Regions from separate parts of the Bombyx mori genome. Here region 2 is linked to region 1. Evidence: chromatin contacts called from public Hi-C data. All regions are on one chromosome and are shown on one strand. Each heading gives the region's core, a stretch centred on a gene start, on an enhancer-like site or on the middle of the called end of the contact. The rest is flanking DNA. Distances are from core to core; before and after follow the strand shown.

Region 1 (5,978 bases), core at 2,581-5,080:
AGTACTATTTATGAAAAATAACTAGTTAATAGTTTTAAAAAAACACTTATTATTTTTAAATTGTGCAACAATTAAATGCAGATTTAACAAACACAAAATAAATAAAATATGTGTAAATGCATTAAAATGAAAAACGCCATCTATCTTAATAAAGAGTAAAAAAATGTATAAGAGCGCATGCGCGTACAAAAATGGCCGCCAATCAATACTGCCACCATGTTCCCTCACACCCTAACCATTTAATGTCGCAAAATTCAATTCAAAATGGACTTTAACCAGTTAACATAGGAGTCACAGGATGTTACCCAGATGATAAATCTTGTCCCTATCTTTTGTTTGGTGTAGTGTGCTATGGATTCCACCCGTGGTTTATATATATAAGAAAACGTATACCTATATAGATGTTACAGTATAGATCACTTTCCGTACATTTTGCTTAGCTAGATATATTTAGGTTTCGTTGTGTAGTTATTAGTTTAATCAACTGCTATAGAGTAGGATAGATATAATTTTTTTATAAGTAGGTTTTACATATTATCTCACGTGCTTCTTTTTCTCTTTTAAAATTTAAGATCTTAAGTCCGTCAGTTTATTTTTATTGTTAACAAATTTTTTTATAAGTAGGTACCTGTAGTAGGACGTACTACGTACAAGTTTATTTCTGCTAACTAACAGCCATATGCTTCGGTAAATAAGATGAGACGATCGTAACATAGAAATTTAGAAATTTCCGCGACATGTCGTATAGATCGGTAATGTGTTGCCCATGGACTTCAGTAACTACTTGAGATTATGTTTGGTTGTCAACTTATCTATCTATATACATAAATAAAAGCTGAGAAGTAAATGCTAAGCAAAACAGGAATCCAATTAAATCTTATATTAAAGTAAATAACAAGCAACAAATAGGATGCACGTTAGTGATGTTTTATGAGGTCCCATTTCTTAATGTACTAACTAATGTAATGTATGTAAGAGTGATGACGAGATATTCTCACTAAGGATTGATAAATCATTTTACAACTACTTTCAATGATTCACTCTAGGGTTTTCTCCTGTGTAATGGATGTCGCTTTTAAATACAAGACCATACGCATTCAGCTAGACAATAGTAATGAGTTGCACCTTTCCTAGCTAATCTGACAGTAATTACCTTTAGTTATAATCAATCATATTTCTCATACTTTCCCATCTTTATATAGATTTTAGACATAAATATTTGTATAAAAGGCAGTGCAGGACCGATCTTTATAGCGGGACTTATGGGAGGCCTTAGTCCATTAGTGGACGTTTGGGGGCTGATAGAATAGAAAAAGGATTACGACATTGAAGTGGCAGTGGGCAGGACACATTGCTCGCAGAACGGATGGCCGTTGAGGCCAGAAAGTTCTTGAGTGGCGACCGCGTACTGGAAGACGTAGCGTGGGTAGGCCTTCCACAAGGTGGGCCGACGACCTATTGAAGTTCGCGGGAATCCGCTGGATGTAGGCAGCGCAGGACCGGTCTTTGTGGTGAGGCTTGGTGAGGCTATGTTTTTTCTGCGACACCGTTAGCTTACTGAGTGAAAATTCCTTAGGCATTACACCGTCAATGTACATTGATGTGCATGAAGTGTACCTCATAAACAAATCTTACATTTATATCCGTTATCTGGTACCTGTAACACAAGTTCTTTACGAACTTATCACGGGACCAGTTAACGTGGCGTGATTGTTAAAAAAAAAAGACATACTGACGAGAAAAAATATACTTTATAATAATATACAAAATTTTATAATAATAAACAAATATAAACAGACAGAACTTCTTAATTAGAGTTAACGTCGGCATTTTTAACTTCAACGATCGTTTGAACTATTAAGGATTGATTGAACCAGATTCGAGGTATCAATACATAGGTAATAGCATCGGCCTAGCATTAAGAAGATACAATGCCTGAGACGGTGGTTAAGCCTTAAGACCGTGTTCTGTAACCAGGAACGGTACTTTTGGAAAATCTCAACAACCAGTCATAAAGGTCTATCCACAGAAGCGGGCTGGAAAGAAATGTTTGTAGATCCATCAGGACTGGCCGTCATGTTGTCTCAACCTTAATACACGTGGCTATGATTTAAGGACTCTTTTAATGCAATGGTATGCTCTAAGTCTCATGGTTAATTTGGAGTCCCTAACAAATTGCATAATATTGGCATTCGCGTAGAAAGTACGTAATGTATGTTAAACGATAGCTAACCACAACGCTTAATAATAATAAGTGAGAAAAGTATTGAAGGAGCTTTGTTAAATATGTTTTTTAAGGTATTTTATAACCTGGTAACTAACACTTTTAGGTCAAGTCTTATTTTAAAAATTTTATTTATATTCTTATTTTTATGAAAAATTATAATATGGAGTGAAATAAAATGAAGATTATTAATTTGAGACATTAATCAACTGAGATGAAATTAAATTAAATGAGATGAGATGATATGGGATGAAATATAATCTCAGTAAAATGGTGGTTATTTACTGAGACTTTTTCAGTGGGCTTTTTGGAGGATCCCAAGAAGCTACGTCCAGCGACTTTGTTTCATTTTCCCACATTTGTGTATTTTTACAGATATTAAACAGTTAATAAACCACCGTTATTACACATTTAAACCTGAAGAAAGACGAAATAGACAAAATAAAACAAATCACACAACTTCACTCCTCACGTTCCCGCCAAAAAATGCCTGTTAAATATGTACGAAATTCTAATTTACACCAATAAATTAACCTTTACTGAAATAATAAATGTTTCCTCTAAAGTAAAAAAAAAGATTTTTCCTTGTAACATTTTTTATGGTAAGGCTATGTATGTAGTTTAATATTAGTTTAATATGCATGTAAACAATTATGTTCTCGGTATAAAATTCACTCTTAAAATGTTTTATTAATAAATTTTGCAATTTAATAAACATTAGTCCAGTGTAAGCTGTTATTTTATTATTGAGATCGTAAACGTTTTACCCACTTAAAAATGCAATTGTAATAATTAAGATAAAGAATAATTCGCTCACATTTGCTTAAACTAGAAAAAGTATCTCATACAAATTTTACAATGTATTCGCCTGTTTTACTAAAATAGATTAGAGCAAAGAAGATAAACTGACAAAATCAGTCTCTTGTGAATTAATTACCTTCATGAGTTTCAGTATGAAATTCGCTTGAAGAGAGCCTAAATTATAGTAATGACAATTAATAAAACTGTTTGATACAGCTTTTATTTAAAACTATAATAACATCGGACTATGCACCGGCGTGAATATCATTCGATTTATAAAAGAGGTAGAACCACTTAATTTTGTGAAACCCATTCACGCGCCACCTATCCTACGGTGATGGTACTATGTCGAATAACAAGAAGCTTCCCGAAAGTATAATAACGACTGTACCAAGCTTAAAGTCAATCGGGTACACCATTTGCGATGATTGGAGGAAGGTGACGCTAGCTTACGAGCATAGAAACATTAATCTAAAATTTTTAATTAGATTACGAATGAACATTCGATATGCTGTCTGACTGTGGCCATGATGATTATAATTATTTTTGACAATTTAAGCATTACCATTTAAGCCATGACCATTTTACCATGATTACCATTTAAACCATGAAAAACGTCATTAGTACTTTCGATTAAACTTAGTTTATTGGCAATTTTTAAAATTACACTTACGTAAAATATTTATTTTAGGACAGCGCCATCTATTAGCCTGTTCTGACAACAAAGAGGTTCGATCTTGAGCTGAGGTTTTAGTGACATCTATTGAGTATATTGAGAACTATTTCACAAACAGGAGAAAACAATTTTACATTCCTGGCTTCCCAATTTATTTTTAGGTTTTCTCAAACAGTACATTTGTTTTTGTAAAGATGTCTCTAAGATAAGCACGAAGTGATATTTTTTTCAAGGCTCTCCAAAAATATCGTAAGAATAAATATTATTAAATAAAAAGAAACTATAAATTCATAAATAAATAAGTGCACAGAATTAACGGAAAGAAAAATAAGATTATTTCTGGAAGTCTTTAATGGAACAAAAAATACAGTCATAAAACGAAATGAAAAATTAGGTACTTTAAAAGTTATAATTTGGATATTGGCATTCTCATAGCAATTTCACTTGAGTTGCTAGGCAACCAAAACCCAAATTCCATTCTTACCTCAATTGGGTTCTCATTGGTTGAAATCGGCGCCATTTGCCTTAAGGGCCGCCGTTTCTCAAACCACGCCTACATACGTTGGAAAAGTAACCGCCTCACGGCCAGCCATCTTTTTCTCTCAAGCTCCGACACGGAAGGTGTGGCTATAAAAGCAACCCGACCGAATTTAATGACCTGTTCTTCCCTACAAAGAATACGAGATATATGATACATATAATTAGGGCGTATAATAAAACCTGATTTTGCGCCGGTTGTTCAACTATCATATCACGTATTGTGGGTGGCTTCTAAAATTATCCATTATCATTCTTATCTTCTTTATTTTAATATTATGCACATATCTAGATAAAATTCTACAAATTAGTTCTTTTCAAAATTATAGCTTTTAACAGCTCTAAGTCGATAAAAAAACTACCTATGAAAGTTTATTTTTATGATTAAAATATTACCTACCGGTGGCCTCGAGGCCTTTCCAGTTTCACCAGGACAAGTGAGCAGCCTATGTAAGTGTAAATGTGCCCCCGTAATTTAGACTTAATGAAAATGTCAAAAAAAAATGCTGTCTATAAGAAAAAAACTGAATGTTCTTCATAATTCACCATATTTATTTCTTAGGTTCTCAAACTCTAGGTTACAATTTTTAAATCAATGTCAAAATTCATTAATATGTATCTAAGCAGATATTTCCATGTAGAGTGCCGAATGTAATAGAATATTTTTTATAAGTTGAAAAAATTTAGTAGGTAGCTCTATACCTAAATAAAGCATAACCGCTTTCAAAAAATATGAAAGCGTTCTTTTAGATTCTACGTAGCCCACAAAATAGAAGTAACAATTTTTAAGAAATTGTTACAGTCAACAACCCCTTATCGTTCATTTGTTACAGTTTACGAGGAACAACCTGCACTTAGGGTCGTTCGCTTGATATACCAACTGATCGAAAAGTTCATAACACAGACATTCATCTACTGTCGTACGGTTGAAAAACAGTATGATCAACTATGATATTTCTTGTATTATTTTCAGCTCAATTTTCAGTTTTAATGCTTCTAGCTTACGATTATTAATTGATACTAGTCTAGTCAACTTAAATTATTAAGATCACGGACACACTGGCGTTAGCTGGTGATCGTGGTGACCGGAGCCCATAAACATTACAATATATATGCCAATAGTAATTTTGTGATATAAGAATTTTTATAATGAAATACGTATTCAAAACGTATTCACGAATGACTTCCACGATGTAAATAACATCGTGTGATAAAAATCAAACCCGCAAATTTTTTTTAGCTACTATGAAGCCACATGGGTACCATGGTAGCCAGGTACCAGATAACACCACTGTGCCTATTTCTATCGCAAATCACACACAATCATCCACCCTCAAACAACTATTTCCTGTTCTATGAGAACTAGATACTGAGACATATACACACATATATTTATTTTATTGCCCGTGTAGACAGACGAACACACAGCCCACCGGATGGTGAGTGGTTACCATCGCCCATGGACTTCAGCAATGCCAGGGGCAGAGCCAAGCCACTGCCTACCTTTAAATACTTAACTTATATACTTATATACATTTAAATATATACATATATATAAAACACCCAGACACAGTGCAAATACTATGTGCCGAAGTGGAAATCAAAGCCACGTCCCTCGACCCAACAGCTCACTATTACGCCACCTGAACAGTTTGAATTAGATCTTAAGACAACATCTAAGGTATTGTTTATTTTCCATTCTAATGATAAAACTTACAAAAATTAAAAAAATCGATTTTT
Region 2 (5,978 bases), core at 1,609-4,108, 51 kb after region 1:
TGCATATATGTATGCTCGGCTTGATATGAAATGAAATCATTTAGTCAGAACAATCAAACGAAAGCATTTATAAAAGTCAACATTTTAATATTAGCGCCATCTATTGTTAGAATCTGTCGCTAAATCTTTTGAAAAGTTTCAAAACATTAAAACAATTTAAATCTATGTAGTTTTTTTTTTATTGCGCTTTTAGATGAGCATACGGCCCACCTGATTATGAGTGATTACCGTCACCCATGGACGTCAGGAATGCCAGGGGTATAACCAAGCCTCTGCCTACTCTCTGTAATTTGAAGAACGGCATGTCATCGGGAAATACCGTAGAGGGGAGCTCATTCCAAAGCCGAATGGTAGGTAGGTATGTGGCATAAAAATCACTGAAGACATACAGTCGATGAACGCAGTGATTTTAGGAGCTATGGACGAACTCTGCTCCGGTGGCGGCGGTGCGATGGTAAAAATGAGATGATGGGATCATCTCAAACAGTTCCTCATGTTATGTTACGACGTCTGATCACCATCTTGGTCATGTAGTTAGTGACCTCACTATGTACGTAACAACTCATCACGTAAGCTCCATCACCTAAATAAATCCGTAAGGAGTTCAGTAGGACATGGCAGTTAAGCTTTTCTTTGGCTTCATTTTTTCCATGGCCCTTTGAGTTGTCCTATCACTATCGCTTTGCCGGGACGGAGGCCAGGATCTAAATTACATCGCCCCCTATTTTGTTTTAAACTTTTAACTTCTTAATACTTCGGTAACCGCCTTGGTCGTTAGCCAACGTAAACAAATAAATAAAAACTTACCTACATAAATTCGTGTAAAAAAGTGTCACTAATAAAAGCAACGAGAGTATTGTACTATTTTATTTGGGTCGTACAGTTATTCGTTGTTAACAAACAAAGAATAACTCAAAGGGTTACATTGGTATGGTCCGAATTTAGGATTTGCATTTAATTTACCGAAGGTAAAATTTACGTAAATTCATGCAACTATTAAGAATATTCTGTTTTTTTTATGATTGACGGATTACTGGTGGCCAGGAGGACTTTCCAGTTTCACCAGGACAGGTGGGCGAGTAAAGGCTCAGTCAGGAGGGGTGCAATTTGTTAACAGCTGCCCGAGCGCCTCCAAAGGAGACCTAACAACTCAAGAGTAGCTGCTTCGCGAATTAATCTACTACCGGATCGGAATTGCGACCCGCTAAAAAGATCCGGCGAGAAACTCAGCGAGCTGATGCATGGGTTAGGTTGCACGTCGAACTGTTTATCGAGTTCGATGAGTAGGATTACCGGGGTCCCTATGCCAGCTCCTAGTGTTAAAGCTGAAGGCGTCTAATGCAAGGGCTATTGGATCTGATGAATCCGCAAGGACGGGGCTTGTCCTCCATCCATTCCTAAGCTATGCACTTGATTGTGGTGAAGTGAAACTGACTACAGTTTTTTGCACTCTAGAGGAGAATCCAGAAAAGTGGCGCTCGAGTACTACTTTCATAAAAGTTATGTCAGTCACAGCAAAGTATTTACTGAGCTTTAATAAAAATGAAGTTCGGCCCTGGTTATGTTTACAACTCTATACAATCAGGCATCATAGACTATTATGCTCTGTACAATAGTGTCGTGATTAGGTGCAAACTAAACTATGATCAAATTTAAATGAGGCCTTCAGTCACGTTTCGATTTCGGTACAAGTCGAACACTCGCGAACACGAATGCGAATATTGTTTTGATTATTATTATTAGTTAGATTTAAAAGAATCTTAGATGTGCTGAAATTATAATAAACCCTTTAGGACGTTTGGATTAGTGTCAGCCACTTAATTTCAAATAGGTAACTATTGCAATTACTTCAAATCAATACAGTATTTTCTTTTGTTTTCTCCAGTTGTAGGCATAGTAAGAAATTACAATTATAAAAAATATGAAATGGTAATAGTAAATATGACATTAAATCATAAAAGTTATTTATTTATTTTCAAATCAAAATCATAACTAACATACTACAGCCATTATGGCCAATCATTGAAAGTTTTCCTAATTTTGTTTCCCTAAATGTATTTGTTTTTCATAAAAGTTGTAAGAAAATGTACCTTCAGCTGTAGGGACTCGTTACCTAAAGATAAGTGCAGTGTTTCTACTTTGTTTAAAACAATAGCAGAAAACTATTTTTCATCGTTATGGTAAGTTCAAATCTACCTTTAGCGTACCTTTCTAATGTTGAGGAGACCGTAACTCATATACTCCGCGTGCGGATATCTCGTAGGAGGTTCAACACCCTGCCTGAGAAAAAAAAGTAACAAAAGTCGTATAGTCTTGTCTCAGAAATTAAACAATCTCAGCAGGGTTAGCAGAAATAAGCAGGACGGTGTCACCAAGTCTTACAGGGTCACTCTAGAAGGACTCAGGGCGAATAGCAGAAAATGTAAGATAGGAAAATAGTAATAAAAAATGATAAGTAATAAATGAAAAATATTGGGGACGCCTACCTACTTACTCATTTTTATATGGTTATGGAAGTATCATGAAAATATGCTAATGTGTACATATTATGATAGTCTTCCTCGGGCATTAGATACTTTTTACCTACATTCCAATATTCCAATCAACTTTTTGTTTTCGGCAAAACGACTTTTAGAAATTATTTTTGTACTCTTGAAATTTAAATTTTTAAACTAATTTTGTTACCTACCTAATCTAAACAGAAATTAACTTTGAAATTGTCCTAAAAATATTTAAATATTACATTTGAACTCTATACATCCAATCAGAACGAATCATTTATCAAACTGTCACCTGGGTGCATTACTTTTTTCGCCGGCCATCATGAATTGCTAATATTATTGGCGCATGCGTATTCACACTGAAGAAAATATTGAATTAACAGCGAATGGGGACGCAGATTAGCGGCCGCCATTGCGAAGAGGGCGTAAACCTCGTGGGGATAGATGTCAAAACCTGTGGTCAAAATAAATGTGCCTAATGCACAATATTCTTTATTAGAAATGTTTAAAAAATGTGTAGAATTAGTAGTAATTGATTATTTTTTTTGTATAAGCCACATTTATTATGAGAATTTATTATTAATAGTTAGGTACAGATTAGAATTTATAAATCCGTTACATTAAAAATCAAAGATGATTATCTAATTTTCATAATGAAGGATTCACTCTCAAAAGGTTTTTTTGTATGATGGTTGCTCAACTTGTTCCATAATTGGACTTAGGGACTTATGAACTATTTATTATTCGAGCTGAAACCTGTAAATTCAAAGTGCTTGTGTCGTATCTAACATATACCTACCTACATAATATAAGTACACAATACACTCAATGGCTTTTTCTTTCATAATTCACTTTTTTTATTATCTAATCAAGTGGGTCAAGGCGTTTCCTGATCGTTATGACTTGCCCTTCTCCAAACGAGGCTTGTGGAGAGTATTTAACGGTAGGCAGCGACTTAGCTCTGCCCCTAGTATTGCTGACGTCACTCTCCATCAGGTGGGCCGTATGCTCATCTGCCTACAAGTGCAAAAAAATAAAAAAATGAATTCCAAGGAACATTATACGTACACTAGAAATCTTTAAAATTTTAAACTATAAGTACTTACTGATGGACTCTATGTTCAGGTCGTCGTGAAGGTCGACATTCGTGACGAGCCACGGGGCTCCGACGGCTATCCTGCAAAAACGGGATTGAATGATTTGAAGGGGTTTCAAGGTAGTGTGGGCCGCGTGAGCGAAAATGCATAGGTCATGACGGGACCTCACCTTTCAAACTAAAATGCATTACTGTTTCACGGCAGAAATAGACAGGGTGGTGATATCTACCCAGGCGGAGTCACAGGATGTCTTACGACCAGTAATTACGCAAATTATAATTTTGCGGGTTTGATTTTTACTACACGATGTTATTCCTTCACCGTGGAAGTCAATCGTGAACATTTGTTAAGTACGTATTTCATTAGAAAAATTTGTACTTGCCAGCGGGACTCGAACACTGGTGCATCGCTAGATACGTATGCAATGGACGTCTTATCCTTTAGGTCACGACGACTTCAATTAATTATTTTTTATTTAATTATGTACTTTACAAAATGTATGCATTTCAGTTGATTTACATACCTATACCTACTTACATTTTAAGTATCTAATAGGTATGTTGTAACCCAACCAGGCTCTCTATCATATGCCTCAAGAGGATATTTGAGTTCTTCGGTCACATTGTTGTGAAAATATTCAAAAATTGATTGTAACTGGCAAGATTGCAGGCAAAGGATCACATGGCCACAATCCAATACGCTGGTCTGACCAAATCCGCACCCCCTGGATACCACTGTCTACGGCCGAGAACAGAGGAAGATGGCGAAACATCATTCAAAGAAGGATAATAGGAAGAGATGGTCAAGACCCTCAGACATGAGGAATGCAACAGAGCAGACAGAGAGAAGCGGTATTTCACGCCTGGGCAGAGACTTGCGCTTTATAAAGCGCAGGTCCGGCCTCGCGTGGAGTACTGCTCTCACTTCTGGGCCGGGGCTCCCAAATACCAGCTACTTCCATTTGACTTCATATAGAAACGGGCTATTCGGATAGTCGATAGTCCCGCTCTCACGGATCGCTTGGAGCCTCTGGGTCTCCGGGGGGACTTCGGTTCTCTCAGTCGTTTATTCGGTTCTCTCTGTGGTAGGGAACCAATGCTCTACTAATTACGAATCACCATTGGTTGACTTGTAAAGATAGCCTTACGGCCTGGCCACGGGGATCGGCGGTGCGAACAGCGAAGCGGTGGGCGAGGCGACCATTCGCGCAGCACCGTTTGCAGGCCACGGGTACTCACGTTCGCCGCCGCGACTAGTAAGGAAGTCCGACAGCGAAATGTCTATATCGAAATTATCTCGATATTGCTTACAAATTAATAGTTTTTTGGTTCAGGACCTATTATTTGGAAAAGATTGTGAAGTACATGATTTGAATAAGAATCGGAGTATACCTATAGATGGAGAATTCCACAAGAAGTACGAGAAATACTTTGGGTGGCTAGACTTCCAAATAGCTGGTCTAGCTAGTATTTCAGCTATTTTATTTTTTTATTGCTTAGATGGGTGGACGAGCTCACAGCCCACCTTGTGTTAAGTGGTTACTGGAGCCCATAGACATCCACAACGTAAATGCGCCACCCACCTTGAGATATAAGTTCTAAGGTCTCAAGTATAGTTATAATGGCTGCCTCACCCTTCAAACCGAAACGCATTACTACTTCACGGCAGAAATAGGCAGGGTGGTAGTACCCACCCGTGTAGACTCACAAGAGGTCCTACCACCAGTAATTACGCAAATTATTATTTTGAAGATTTCATTTTTATCACACGATGTTATTCCTTCACCGTGGAAATCAATCGTGAACGTTGAGTGTTGTTGAGTACGTATTTCATTACAAAAATTGGTACCCGCCTGATATTCGAACACCGGTGCATCGCTCAACACGATTGCACCGGACGTCCGTTAGGCCACGACGACTTTAAAAATATAAAATAAAAAATAAATAAAAAATATAAAAATTTCGGCGTTAATTTTTCGCGGCGAAAACAACTAAACTCATTTAATCACTGCACTATTCGCCGCGACTACCGCTCGACTCCGTGGCTCGCGCCGTCCGTATTCATGCATTTGTTTTGCTCGCCCGCCGCATCGCGCGATTCGCTCGGTACATTTCGCCGGTCGCTTCGCCGGTCGCCGGTGCGCGTGGCTTGTTAGGTACATTTCTATGCGCTTGTTTTAGTCGCTAGACGCTTCGCCGTTCGCACCGCGCGAATATTCGCATCGGCGAATGTCCCGTGGCCAGGCTGTTAGGCATTTAGTTCGTCGATCTACACTAATGTGCATGAAGTGTAAGAAAGAAAGAAAATTATTACACAACCGCGTTACTTTGATTAGAAAAAATATGTACACATCTACTCAAATTAGCTTTCCAGGTCGATC

Evidence for each region. A called contact is a pair of places that touch in the nucleus more often than the background predicts.
Region 2: a contact with region 1 is called in a Hi-C map of whole pupa, with 1.9 times the contacts expected there. The contact joins two enhancer-like sites. A contact is called at or near these places in 3 of 7 Hi-C or Micro-C datasets (middle silk gland, posterior silk gland and whole pupa).

What each region holds. Positions count from the first base shown.
Region 1 is chr6:6,673,656-6,679,633 of ASM3026992v2, forward strand. It overlaps a transcript of Abd-b not described here. Among protein-coding and RNA genes, the nearest start is that of LOC101741543, 11 kb to the left of the region's middle. Within about 2 kb of position 3,831, at least 8 of the 8 cell types and tissues checked have open chromatin away from gene starts, as enhancers often do.
Region 2 is chr6:6,726,008-6,731,985 of ASM3026992v2, forward strand. No RefSeq gene overlaps it. Among protein-coding and RNA genes, the nearest start is that of LOC134199001, 3.8 kb to the left of the region's middle. Within about 2 kb of position 2,859, at least 5 of the 8 cell types and tissues checked have open chromatin away from gene starts, as enhancers often do.